2 separate regions of the Mus musculus genome follow, and region 2 is linked to region 1. Evidence: chromatin contacts called from public HiChIP or PLAC-seq data. All regions are on one chromosome and are shown on one strand. The core of a region is the stretch at or near the end of the contact, and the rest is flanking DNA. Distances in the headings are between cores, read along the strand shown.

Region 1 (6,802 bases), core at 1,925-4,424:
GTAGCCTTAGACTGGGTTCTAACAACTGGCCTCTTGAGGAAGCCAGATGGTCCAGTGATTCTAATGATATTCTGGGTTCATCACACGCTTCTGCAGAGGCTCTGAGAGAGCAGGATGCACAGGCCGGGTGGTGGTGGGCTGGGAGGTGATTCTCAGAGTCTGTAGAGTAGAGGCCAGCTGGACCACAGCACTAAGTGCCAGCCAGGGGGACAGATGATGATTAAGGGTGTTCTGGTCTAAGGGCAATCCCTCCCAGACTTCCCATGTTGATACCCTGTCCCCAGGACCTCAGCATGGAAGTGTATTAAAAGATGGGTCCATTAAAGAAGTGACTGAGATAGCAAAGACCCTAGGTCAGACATCACCTAGTCTGTATTCTCATGAGAGAAGAAGACAGAGACACAGATACTCATCAAAGGACAACTCAGTACGGACAGAGTACCAACTTTCGGAGTCAGCCTGCCAATGGCAGTGACCAGTAAGCAGCATTCCTCCATGGCCCTGGATCATCTCCTACCTCCAGGTTCCTGCCCTGAGTTTCCTCAGTTATGGGACTGTGGCCTGACAGTGTGAGGAGAAATTAACCCTTCCTTTCCCATGTTGCCAATGTTTTATCACAACAACAGAAATCTTAACGAAGGTGAGCTGGGGAAGACAGTCCTTTGTCCCTAGGCTGGTAGTGCTAGGCATGAAGGCCCCATGTGGCTAGGGGAGCTTCAGAGACTCTGGCTCTGCCTCCCATGGGGAACTCTGCAGCTGTGGAGGGCAGACGGTGTGAGTGTGGCCAGTGAGAGCAAGGGCGGGGTTGATTGGCATCAGGATGGGGGAAGAGGAGGAGGTCGCTCGGGAGAGGCTCTGGATCTCCAGGCAGAGAGGAATGGAGTGTCCTCATTCCTCCCTCTCTGCCCACCAGCTGGCTTTGGCTCCAGCCTCACCTCTTACAACTAAAATCCTACTTAGTCCCTGGGACTGCCCCAGAAAAAAAAGAATTCTTCCGCTGCCTTGCTCAGCCTACTTTCATATAACGCCCAGGACCACCAGCCCAGGGATGGCACTACTCACAATGGGCTGGGCCCTCCCCCAGCCATCGATCGCTATTTAAGAAAATGTACCACAGACTTGTCTACAGGCCAATCTGATTGGGACATCTTCTCACTTGAGGCTTCCTCTTCCCAAATGACTCTAGCTTGTGTCAAGTTGACATAAAACTACCCAAACCTGGCTTTTGCCAAATAGCCAATAAATTATTCAGTTTGCAAAATGCCATTATGTGTGAGTTTACTTAATTGAATAGAATAATTTATGGTAAAACCTGGGGAAAGGAAGATCGATGAGGAACGGCAAAGAGGAATGATTGAGCGTCAGCGGAGGCAATTTGATTTTTATCCCTCATTATAATAATGTTAAAGGGAAAACATCAACTTGGGTCAGAATCAATATTTGCAGAGTGTCTGGACCATGAATTTTAACTGGAGGTGGCGAGGAGGTGGCTGGGCACATCAATAATTAATGCTTTGTCTGCTGCCACAAATAACGCCTGGGCTTGGGTACAGATGCCCACTGCCCACAGATTTGTTGGCGATCGTAAAAGGTAATTTAGGAAGGAGTCTGTTGGCGATGCGTGTTCAACACGCCCAACATGATTCAGGATGTGGCTTCGCACAGGGTCCTCACAAATCACGAAGACAGATGAAGTGAAACTTGGCTCTTTTCCAAAGTCCCTGTATCCAGGAGTCATGTAGCCCGCCCTTTGTGCATCTCAGGCTCCCAGCGCTCACAACACAGGCCATGTACCACCAACCCTCAGGCATCCCTTATCCCAACAGGGCAGTAGAACAGCAGGTTCCAGGTGTGAGACACACACAGCCACCCCCTGAATGGGACCCTGGGCCTATCAATCCTGCTTGTAAAAATCCAGTCACCTCCCTTGTCACCGTGTGTCCCTGAAGAACCAGAGCCCAGAGGTTCCACTGAAGGTGCCGGCATTTTGTGCTTTGCTCTCGTGAAGACTCCTTGCCTGGCGCCTTCTGCTGAGACACTCCCACTGACAGGTGTGGACGTACGCCTACATAGAAGGCTGCTGGCTCTGGCCCTGAAGGTCTAGGGAGCAACAGTGTCCAGGGTCCCTGAGAGTGACTTGCTGAGCCAGCCTCCTATATCCTGGCATCAGAGGTATCCTGAGACCTCCAGGAAGTCCTTCCCTGTCCAGTGTGGTCAGCATCAGGAAACTGAACTTTGTGAATGTAAACTCCAAGAGAGCCATTCTTGTTCAGGCCTGGTGAAGCACAACAGCTGGAAGCCCATGTGCTCAAGAGGCTGGCCGGAGGGCCCTGTGTTCAAGGCCAGTGTGGGCAATTGAGCGTCAAACCAGTGAGGCTGGTAACACCGTGTAGGATGGGTTCACTGGGAAAGACTGGCAATGTCTGAATTCTCACAAGACCCTGTCTTCACTATGATATTGTTTACACTGTGCCATTGAGCCTCAGAAGAAATACTCTGAAAGGGAAATCTGATAGGCCATGAATTGGAAGGAGAAAGGGGTCATCTTATGCCCATGTAGTCTGCTACCCACCTCATAAATACTCATAAAAAGGCTCTTAACACCCAGCCAGAGCCCACTGTACTGGCGCCACTGGGCCTTTGGTCTGCCTGCCTCAGTCTTTCCCTGGTGTGCACTAGACAATTCTTCTTTGCTAAAGAAACTTCTCTGACTGTGTCTCTCAGCTGAATTCTTTTCTTCAAGAAGACAAAAGCCAAAGAGGAAACCTTTACCCAATAGCAGAAAAGCTGGACGGCTGATGGACAGAGTAGAGTACAGAAAACTGGTTGCCAAGTTATTGACGGAGTGGGAAGGAGGAAGGATGCCTGGGTAGATGCAAGGATGGTGCATGAGACTGAGCACTGGCCCTGGGAAAGCCAGAGAGCACCCTTGGTCTCCTCTCAGGGGGAAGGAAGACAGCAGTGCATGTTTATCACATGAACACGTGACTACTGCGTAGCTGTAGAACGCGTGCTTCAGCGTGAGCGTGGTCTTAGGTCCAATCCTCAGCAACACGCCTCAGCAGCGATGTCTACCCCTTCCCCTGCCGTGGTCCTCCTGACGGACAGCCCAAGCTCAGGACTCTGACATTTTGTTTCTCTCTGCAGCCTGCAGCCCAGAAGGAAGCTGGGAAGTGGCTGTTCTGGGCTGCGGCAGCTGTCCTGCAGACTGACGCGCACAGCAAGGTTCCTCACACTGCTGTCCCACCCAAGCCTGGTTCTCAGCGGGACGCCTGTCAGCAGGGGTCAGGAAACCGTGTGAGAGGCGGCAGGCGCTAATAAAAGCCACTGCCACCTGTCACAAAGGATGGAAACAAACAGAAAGGGCCAAAGACAGAGAGAGAACAGCCTGCAGGAATGAGCTCACCTCTGTATCAAAAGGGCTGAAAAAAATCTAAAACAGAACCCCTCGCCTGAGGTACCCTCGAGACCAAACCCTGCCCCTACCTCCTCTGGCCTCCCTCTCTAGCCACTTGCACCGACTGCCCAGTCCCTCCTTTCCCTCCCTTGGTCTCTCTCGCCTGGGTAAGCTCCACCTCTTTACAGCCTACCCTCTCCTGTCCCCACCACCTTCCCTGCCTATAAGCATCCAAATGTACCGACTTCTGGTTTGTCCCACCCACTCCCAAAGCCTTCCCAGGAGTACCAGTGAACAGTCCACAACCTACTCTTTGGGAAAAGGCATACGATACAGAAAGCTCTATATAAATGTCCCTACTGTGGAAGCAATGTACACACACGTCCTGAGGGATGAGACCCACACAGACTGCAAATTGTACCTGGCCTCCATCCACACAGCCAGCCCTGTAGCCGCCATTCACATGATCTGACAAATGAGGCCATGTGCCTTACCCCGATGCAAATCACTTAAGTGTGGCCTGTGATCTGTTCAACTTCCCTCCCCCTACACAGATTCGATTCATTCAACAAAAACTACCAGCCATGCAATGTCAACCCTGACTTCAGTGACTTTGAATGGGGCAGGATCAAGACATGAGCTATTCTATATTATTTACTGGCAAATGTTTGGCAACTGCCTCGTGCAACCTCTAAACATTTAGCCATTGCATCTGGCAGCAGCAGCAGAAGCCAGTGCCTCATTGGCTCCTCTGCAATACCTGCTTGCCACTGTACATGAATGGCTAGACGGATGGATGGATGGATGGATGGATGGATGGGTAAATGGAGGGATGGATGGATAGAAAGATAGATATGTGGGTGGGATGTGTGGGAATATGAGTAAAGGGATTATAGACGGATAGTTTGGTGGATGGATGGGTGGGTGGGCTAATGGGTGGTTAGATGGATGGATGGATGGATAGATGTGTAACGGAATGGTAGACAAATAGTTTGGTGGGTGGGTAATGGGTGACTAGACAGATGGGTGGGCACATGGATGGAGTGGTGGGTAGATAAATGTATGGGTGGAGAGACAGGATAAAACAAAGTCTCCGCACAAGGCACTGCCTCTAACTGCTGAAAACATCTCCGGCTGAGCAGGCCCCAGGCTCACACCTTGGCTGCTAAACCAGAACCACTGTGGTATCATAGGGCCCACAGCCTCCTTCATTCTCAAACGTGACCGGCATCCCCCTGCTCCACTCCAGCCTCTCCCCAGCACACACTGCCACCATACTATCTCTGCGATCGAACTCTTTGACGCCTCCCTCAGTGCTACCTACTACTCAGCCACACTAAGAGCTTACGTTTGGAGATGCAGGAAATTCTGTCCTTTTGAGTCCACCTTGTGCAAGTATGCAGGACCATTGTGCCCAGCTGTCCACATCATCCTCCAAGAAACAAGGATACCTCTCCTGGTTTACAGAAAAAAATAACTTTCCAGCCAGGACAGAACAGAGGCTTGTGCTGTGGCCCTGTAACCCAGGACCCATGACAAACCCCATCCAGGACAGGCATTCACTCCAGGACAACATGGCCTTGCCTCTACCTGAGGGCCCTTTGGTATCCCATGATGTCCAGAGCCAGTGTTCCATCTCATCTTCACCAGACCTGATCCCCTACCGCCCACCCTGATGGATGTGTCCTGAGTCAGGAGCCACCCTGGCAGAGCCTGGCATAGTTGGCTTCTAGGCAAATAGTTGTCTCCTTAAAAGAAAAGGATATTCTTGTAGAGCTGGCTACGTGGCTTAGCAGGCAAAGGTGCTTACCACTGATCCTGATGACCAGAGATCCATTCCTGGGACCCACATGGTGGAGCAGAGAACAAACTCCCTCAAGTTGCCCTTTGACCTTTACACTTTGACATTTACATGTATACATGATCGAACACACACATAATTCATAAGTAAATAAAACCTGTGCATAGCCACAACACGCCTACATCAGCCTAGCTGTGACACCACCCCCCCCACCACCCCACACACAAGCTGTTCTGAGACTGGAAGTTTTCAGAGCACACAGGCCAGGGATGACCAGAACTGATGTGGGTCACGTGTGATCTCAAGAGATACCAACAACTGTATTTTTATGAATGGAAAACAAAGAGAAGACTTTTGGACTGAGGGTTTCCTGGGAAGAAACCCTGCTACCCTATCCCACCTTCAGCCTGCTGCTTCCCTCTCCCCTGAGCATTGTGGGTTCTTCCTGGACGTGCCTCTACAGCCTGAGATCTCAACAGCCATCAAGGGAGGGAGGTGAACCCCTGGGGATCCTTAAGCATCCTTCTCTCCCCTTGATTCTTCTCCTAACTCTTCAGGCTCCTAGGTGTCCACTTGGTGACCTTCAGTTTGGCTCTAGCCTGGACAGCCTGGGGGGTCCTGACCTCACTAAGGCAGCGTGGTTGGCTGTGTCAGCTCTGGAGAGGAAGGTGGGGAGCCTTAGCATAGTTCTCAGGTGAAGCACATGAAAGAGAGGTAGGCTAAATGTCTGGAGAGTCCGAGGGACAGAGGAACAGATACCAAGAAGCTTATGGGATTATAAGTCTGGGGTTTAGGGAAAGGGCTTTAGATATTGCGCCACAGTGCCTCTATAGTATAGAGGGAGAAGGGAGCCAAACTGAAGGCCACCAGATGGACACCCAGGAGACTGAGGAGCTAGGAGAAGTAACAAGGGAAAGGAATGGCACACGCCTTTAATCCCAGCACTCAGGAGGCAGAGGCAGGCAGATTTCTGAGTTCGAGGCCAGCCTGGTCTACAAAGTGAGTTCCCAGACAGCCAGGGCTATACAGAGAAACCCTGTCTCGAAAAAAACCAAGAAAGAAGAAGAAGAAGAAGAAGAAGAAGAAGAAGAAGAAGAAGAAGAAGAAGAAGAAGAAGAAGAAGAAGAAGAAGAAGAAGAAGAAGAAGACCCAGAGGTTCACCCTCCCTTGATGGCTGTAGGAGGCTCATCCTCAGAGATAGGTGAGGCAGTAGGAGGCCAGCGGTCCCAGGGTACACTGCCCACACTGTCAGCAGGGTGGACATTCCACACTCCCGCAGCACTTCCTCAGCCCCGGGCTCATTTGCAAGTCTAACTGGCCTGTGCAGCTCTGGCGTTCACACCCCATATGTTAGCACCCAAGGCTGTGATGCTGACTGGGTGAACGCTCAGCAGGGGGCAGACCCCTGCTTTACAGCACAGAGGCGATCTTAGGAAGATGTCTCACATGGAGCAAGGCTTAGTTACCATCTCCCCTCCCCCACCCAAGTGCCTCAAGCTGATCCTGGCCCAGCTGCAAGAGGCTGAGCTGCCCTTAGGCAGCCAGGTCACTGAGTTGACCTCTCGGTGCTGACAAGTCTCAGGAGCAGCCGTGGAGTTGGGGAT
Region 2 (6,802 bases), core at 1,625-4,124, 380 kb before region 1:
CTTCTTGAGACGGGAGGAGGGGGTGCCAGGAGAGACAAAACCTTGGTGAAAGAGACCCTGCTTAGCAGGACAGGAGGAGGCTGGACTCGAGGACTAGTTCCTTGGCCACCTTAATGATCTGTAATGTTTCTCAAAGGACAGGGCTGGTCTGTTGTAGGTGGACTGCTCAATTATATCAAAATTCCTGTGTGCTAGACCATAAATGGTGAGGATCAGAATTTAAGCCAGGGGCCCTTTCCCTTTTCATGTCTCCTCTTTCCTGTCTCAAGCATTGTTGAGTGTCCTTGGCAGGAGGCCTGCTGGGTGGTCTGTAGTCAGTGAGGCCAAGGAGTAAGCCTTCGATGCAGTTACCCCTCCTCACTGTCCTTTGCTTTGCTTCTTGGGCTTGCGTCTGGTCTGTCCAGCCCCATACAGTTGAGGGGCGGGGGAGGGACAGGGACAGGGACAGGACACACAAGTGCATACTGCACCAACTCAGCTGAGTTGATGGCCCTTCATGTGTTGGTGAGTGGATGGCTGTCTCCTTTTCTGGAAGTTGATGACTCAGGGTTGAGTCATCTCCCACCTCCCCTCCCTGTTGTTGCAGCCATACTTGTGGCTCACTGGATCATGGAGTTGGGGAGGGCAGGCACCAACTGACCACTGAGACACCACTGTGTGCTGGGCTGCAAAAGCTCCTTCCCCAGAGCTTGGCCTAGGGGATTCTCAGAGGCAGGAAGTGCTCTGTTGTTTGTGTGCCCAAAGGTCTAGGCCTTCTCTCTGTTCCTGACAAGATACTTGGCCCCAGGCAGGTACCTACGATGCTGGGAGCTATGGTCTCTTAGGCCGTGGGTCAGGATGATAGAAAGTCAGCTTCTAGCCTCCAGAGGCTGCTGGGGAGCCACCTGGAGATATGTGTCAAGTCCTGCAGGCTCTGCCCAGCTGTGGCAAGGAGAATGGGCAAGATGCCTAGACCAAGTAGAGACAGGAGAAGTGATCAGGAGCCCAGCCAAGGACGTGGCTGAAGTCTAGTGGTTGGGGTGGTTGGAACTTTCAGATGTGGCTCAGGGAAGGCACAAGCCAAGGGCTGAATCAGTGGGAAAGGGGGATTCATCCCAAAAGCAGGGGAAAGGCCCTGTGTGATGGCCTGCTGGTGAGAGGCTGAAGACGGACAGACAGACAGGCAGAAAGCAGGGCTGGGCAGCTGAGAAATAGCAGATCGCTAGGTGTGAGCAAGCTTGAATCTTAGCACAACTGGAGGGGGAATGGCGGGTGTGTGTGTGTGTGTGTGTGTGTGTGTGTGTGTGTGTGTGTGTGTGTTAGCACAACTGGAGGGGGAATGGCGGGCATGTGTATGTGTGTATGTGTGTGTGTGTGTGTGTGTGTGTGTGTGTGTGTGTGTGTGTGTGTGTGTGTGTCTGATTCCCAACTGGTGTAATAAAGGGAGCATGGGCCCACTAAGCTTGAAGGGAACTCTGGGCATGCTAGGGGCAGGCACTGTGGTCAGCTCACTGAGCTAAGGGTTGCAGTGTTATCTCCTATGTTGTCTTCCCTCAGGGTCCCAGCTCTCTCTGCTCAGCCTATGACCCTGGGAGCATGTTCAGAATGGCTGAGGTCCCTGGGAGTGACTTACTCCCCTGCAGCCCTTGTCAGGCCTGGTTCTGAAAAGACAGACCCAGAAGACACAGCACACCTGGCTTTGTAGTCCATTCTCATTTACCCAGCCATGGGCTAACTGCTCAAGTCCAGAGCAGGAGTGGGGACTCCCTCCTCCTGCCCTGCTTGTAGCAGGTCTTCAGCTTGCAGTAGCAGGCACTGGGTCTCAGGAGTGGCTCTGCCCAGCAGATGTGGCCAGCTCTCCATGGAGAGGTGAACTCGGTAGCTGGGCTGGCTCAAAGGTAGATCCACATCTGCTTATCACTGAACAGGGCTTTGGTGGCACAGACATCAGGTCCTCTCAGCAGTCAGGACAGCAGGGCAGCTTATTATTCCTGACTACAAATGGGGAAACTGAGGCTGGTATGGCTGTCAGGGAGGAGACTTTGAAGTTGATATGACTTGAGTGTGCCCAGCTGAATACAAGCCTCAAGTGTAGCTGTTGGGGGAACTTCCTTGGGCACGTGGCATGAGAAGGGGCCACAGCTCAAAACCAGGGTGGCAACCTAGATCCAACTGGGCTTCTAAGTGCTTCCAGGCGGAAGGCCTCTTATCAGGGCCTCTGGGCAGGGCCTTGGCACAGGCCTGCCACAGGTAGACTTCACAAAGTTGGGCTGGGTACCTGGGTTGGGTACCTGGGCTGGGTACCTGAGGCTGGGCTCCTGCCACCTCCAGCTCTGTGTCTAGGGAAGGGACTTGACCACAGGCCGGTTTCTGCAGCTGTTTTCTAGGACTTTGTGGGTGGGATGAAGGGTGAGGAAGGTTCTCAGTTCCCGGCTGGGATCAAGGCCTGGTCTGCCTCTCCCCTCAGCATTCCACACTGGCCACACCTCCTGCTTCTGAACACTCCCGGGGTTTTACACTCCCAGTGTTTTCCAGTGTCCTTGTGCTTTCAGGAACCTCCTCCTCCTCCCTGAGCCTTGCCTGCCTAACTGCTCTTTTTTACTCAGCTCTGGAGCAGGGTGGTCATCTGAGGCTCCACTGCACACTTCAAGGAACCCAACAGGAGGGCTGGAGGCTCCCTAGGTGGCTGCTCAGGTGCCCTCTCCCTCCCAGGCTGAGGTCCTGGAAGGGACTGTCAGGGGGCTTCACGCATAGAATTGTTGAGGGGCCAGTTCTGGGGAGCCCCGAGGGAAGAGAGCCAGCTGGGGGAGGGCGTGGGGGTGGAGACAGGCTGGTCTGGGGGCTGAGGAGAAACTGCCTGGCTGAGTCACGCTCCCTCCGGAAAATGAAGGAAGAGGAGTTTCCACCAGCTGTCTCCCCAGGAAGAGAAGGCAGAGGGCGGGGGAGAAGGGGAGGATCTGGGAGAGCCAGGAAGCTCTCTAGCTGCAGGATAAGATGTTTTCCCCACTGAAGCTCCCCATCTGGCTCCTATATCTCACCCCAACCTAAGCCAAGAGGCAGGGCTCCTGATTCTGTGCAGGGAAATCCCAGGATTCTACCTAAGGGATTCTGGGGACTGCCCCGGGGGTTCTCTCTTGCCCAAGGTGTCTAGAATCTCCATGATCCTCCTGACCTCAATACATTCAGTGTGTCACCCTCCCCTGAAACACCAGCCATCCTCCTTCCTTAAAGGTCCGCTTGTCTCAAAGTCCCTGGGGCCAGACAATGCCTCTGTCTCTGCAGACTGGAGCCCCATCCTGTGGGGGTACAGACAGGTCTTTCCACAGAGTGGAAAGGGCAGGGTCTTTCTGACTGTAATCTTGAGAGTGGGGCAAGGTGTTCTTCTGGCTCTTCCTCCTCTAGCACACCTGCAACCATAAACACAGCCTTGTCTGCGTAAAAATCGTTCTTACAGTTAGTGGTTAAGATCAATCTAAGCCAGGAGCGTGGAGCTGGTATAATCCCAGCACATGGGAGGCTGAGGTCCTGGCACTGGCATGAGCTGGAAGCCGACTTGGGCTTCATATTATGAACCGAAGCTGCCAGATAACGTCGGTGTTGAAGTTGACACAGGGGTGACTGGCTGGAACTTCAGGATTGCAGAAAACTGGAATGTGCTGTTCCACAAGCAAATTATCTTGGGCTATCTTTATTTCCCTCAGTAGCCTTTTATTGCCCACCTCTATATCTTGCCTAAAACCCTTGTGACTACCAGGAAAAACTTTTGGAATATATTAACAGCCACCAACCTGAAAGTTAAGCATGCCATCAGAGAGCCTTTGAAACCTTTAACAAAGGTTGCCTCATATTGTAGCTGTCTGCCTTCCTGATAGTTCTATCAGTAAAGTACTTCATTGGCCTCCTCCTCCTCCTCCTCCTCCTCCTCCCCCTCCCCCTCCCCTTCTTCTTCCCCTTCTTCTCCTCCTTCCTCTTCTTCGAGGTCTCACTGTCTTGGAAGTTGGTATGCAGATCAGGCTGACTTCAAACTCACAGAGATCCTACATCATGTAGACTCCAGTCAGTCATGTAGACTCTACATCTACATTAAGAGCAGCCGGTACCTTAACCACTGAGCCATCTCTCCAGTCCCTAAATGCATTTGCTCAAAGCTACTCAGCTAATGACGAGCAAGCCAGGAACACAAAAGAATAGCTTTATTTATTTATTTTTAATTTATTGTTAGTTTTTTTTTTATGTGTATGATTGTTTTACTGTGTGTGTATCTGTACACCACATGTATGTCCGGTGCCCATGGAGGCCAGGAGTCGACATTGGATCCCCTGGATTGAGGTTACAGACAGTTGTGAGCTGCCATGCAGTGCTGGGAATCAAATCTGGGTCCTCTGGAAGAACGGCTAACATTCTTAACCACTGAGCCATCTCTTTACCTTCCAGCTTTAGTATTTAGAAAAAAACCAAGCTGGGTGTGGTGGTGAACGCCTTTAATCTCAGCAATTGGGAGGCAGAGGCAGGTGGATCTCTGTGAGTCTGAGGGCAGCCTTGTCTAAAGAGTGAGTTCCAGGATAGCCAGGAGTATATAGTAAAGAGACTCTGTCTCAAAAACAAACAAACAAACAAACAAAAATAAAATAAAATAAAATAAAATAAAATACCTGATTGATTGGAAACACTTGTGAGTATGGAAAGCATTAACAAAGAAGTTCTAAAGGTTCTTTTAACATCTGCTCAGTCCGGTAAGAAATAACAGTAGGTAAACTGCCAAACCTTATTCCTGAGAGAGTAGAGGACTGCACGCAATGGACACAGAGAAACTGCAGAAATGCGGTGTGCGTGGGAAGAAAACGTCGGGTCACAGCTCATTTGCATTTAAGTGGAGGGAACTGCAGGATTCCAGATACACATCTTACCAGAAACAGAGACATGGGCTCTGTCAACAGCAGCCAGGAGACAGCCCCACACAGCCACCAACAGCTCTGTCCCCTGAGGGACACCCACACAGGAGGCGATAGATCCTTGGCTTCAGCACAGAACTTCAGGGCAAGGTGCAGGGAAGCTAAGCTCGAGGGTTTATTAAGTATGTAAATGGAGCGGTACATAGGAAACAGCAGCACACAACCCCAAGGCATGGAAGCCTGCAGAGAGAGAGAGATCCAGGGCCGTAACCGAGCCTGTGGATTAAGTCCCATTTCTCAAAGAATGCCATGTGCAACCATGTCTAAAGCAACGCAAGGCTTAGGCTTCAAGGAAAGTTTAAATGTAAGTAAAATCTATGAGCAGGTTTGTTTCTCTCCTTTTAAAGATTTTCTTGTGTGAGTGCTGTTCTCGGGACTTGGGAGGAGCTGAGAGTAGGAGCAGGACAGGATTGCCAGGGTCCTGGGCTTCAGCAAGGAGAGCTCTTCCATTATTTGTTTATTGTATAGGCATTGCTGTTTTGCCTGTACACGTCTATGAGAGGGTGTCGGATCCCCTGGGACTGGGGTTGTAGACTGTGTGAGCTGCCATGTGGGTGCTGGGAACTGAACCTGGGTCCTCTGAAAGAGCAGCCAATACTCTTAACTGCCGAGCCATCTCTCCAGCCCCTATACATTTATCTATTTTAAAGGATTTGTCTATGTTATTGTTTTAAGATCCTGTGTATTTGTGTCTATCAGTGTGTGGGTATGTGCACATGAGTACAAGTGCCTGCAGAGGCCAAAAAGAGTAGCAGAGGCCCTGGAGCTACAGTTACAGGTGGTTGTGAAACACCCGAGCTGGGTGCTGGGAACCAATCTCAGGCCCTCTGCAAGAGTAACTCTTAGCCACTGTATCCACTGTATCCACTGTATCACCTCCCCAGCATCTTGTCTTGTCTTTTCTTTTTTCTTTTTTAAATATTCATTTATTTAATATATATGTCTATACTATCGCTGTCTTCAGACACACCAGAAGAGGGCATCATATTCCATTACAGATGGTTGTGAGCCACCATGTGGGTGCTGGGAATTGAACTCAGGACCTTTGGAAGAGCAGTCAGTGCTCTTAACCACTGAGCCATCTCTTCAGCCCCCTTGTTTTGTCTTTTGAGACAGAGTCTTCTGTATCCTGGGCTGGTCTTAACTTCACTGTGTAGCTGAGGATGACGGCCTCGAACTCCTGATTTTCCTCCCATGCCCTCCGAGTGCTGGGTATGAGTACCATCATACCCAGTTTACGCAGTCCTGGGGATTGACCCCAGGGCTTTTTGCACGCTAGGCAAACTCTTTACTAACTGAGCTGCAACCTCAGCCCCCATGTAAAAGAATGTAGTATGAGTATATAAACTGGGCATAGTGGCACGTGCCTTTAATCCCAGCACTTGGGAGGCAGAGGCAGGTGGATCTCTGAGTTTGAGGCCAGCCTGGTCTGTATAATGAGTTCCAGGACAGCCAGGATCACATAGCAAAATCCTGTCTCAGAAAAAAAAAAATGTGTGTGTGTGTGTGTGTGTGTGTGTGTGTGTATGTGTGAGTGTGTGTATGTATGTGAGTGTGTGTGTTTGTGTGGTGTATGTGTGTGTGTGTGAGTGAGTGAGTGTGTGTGTGTGTGTGTATGTGTGTGTGTGAGTGAGTGAATGAGTGTGTGTGTGTGTGTATGTGTGTGTGTGTGTGTGTATGTGAGTGTGTGTGTTTGTGTGTATGTGTGTGTGAGTGAGTGTGTGTGTGTGTGTGTGTATGTGTGAGTGTGTGTATGTATGTGAGTGTGTGTGTTTGTGTGTATGTGTGTGTGTGTGAGTGAGTGTGTGTGTGTGTGTATGTGTGTGTGTGAGTGAGTGAATGAGTGTGTGTGTGTGTGTGTGTATGTGTGT

What was found. HiChIP or PLAC-seq counts read pairs in DNA pulled down with a chosen protein or histone mark.
Region 2: an H3K27ac HiChIP or PLAC-seq map of epiblast stem cells shows a contact between it and region 1, with 5 times the contacts expected there. The contact joins two enhancer-like sites. A contact is called at or near these places in 2 of 39 promoter capture datasets (cranial neural crest and maxillary cranial neural crest) and 2 of 115 datasets of contacts at active chromatin or transcription factors (embryonic stem cells and epiblast stem cells).

The regions. Positions count from the first base shown.
Region 1 is chr12:112,191,668-112,198,469 of GRCm38.p6, reverse strand. No RefSeq gene overlaps it. Among named protein-coding and RNA genes, the nearest start is that of Gm36894, 24 kb to the left of the region's middle. Within about 2 kb of position 3,174, at least 10 of the 459 cell types and tissues checked have an H3K27ac peak or open chromatin away from gene starts, as enhancers often do. A contact at or near this core is called in epiblast stem cells, where this site is marked.
Region 2 is chr12:112,572,628-112,579,429 of GRCm38.p6, reverse strand. No RefSeq gene overlaps it. Among named protein-coding and RNA genes, the nearest start is that of Inf2, 13 kb to the left of the region's middle. Within about 2 kb of position 2,874, at least 143 of the 459 cell types and tissues checked have an H3K27ac peak or open chromatin away from gene starts, as enhancers often do. A contact at or near this core is called in epiblast stem cells, where this site is marked.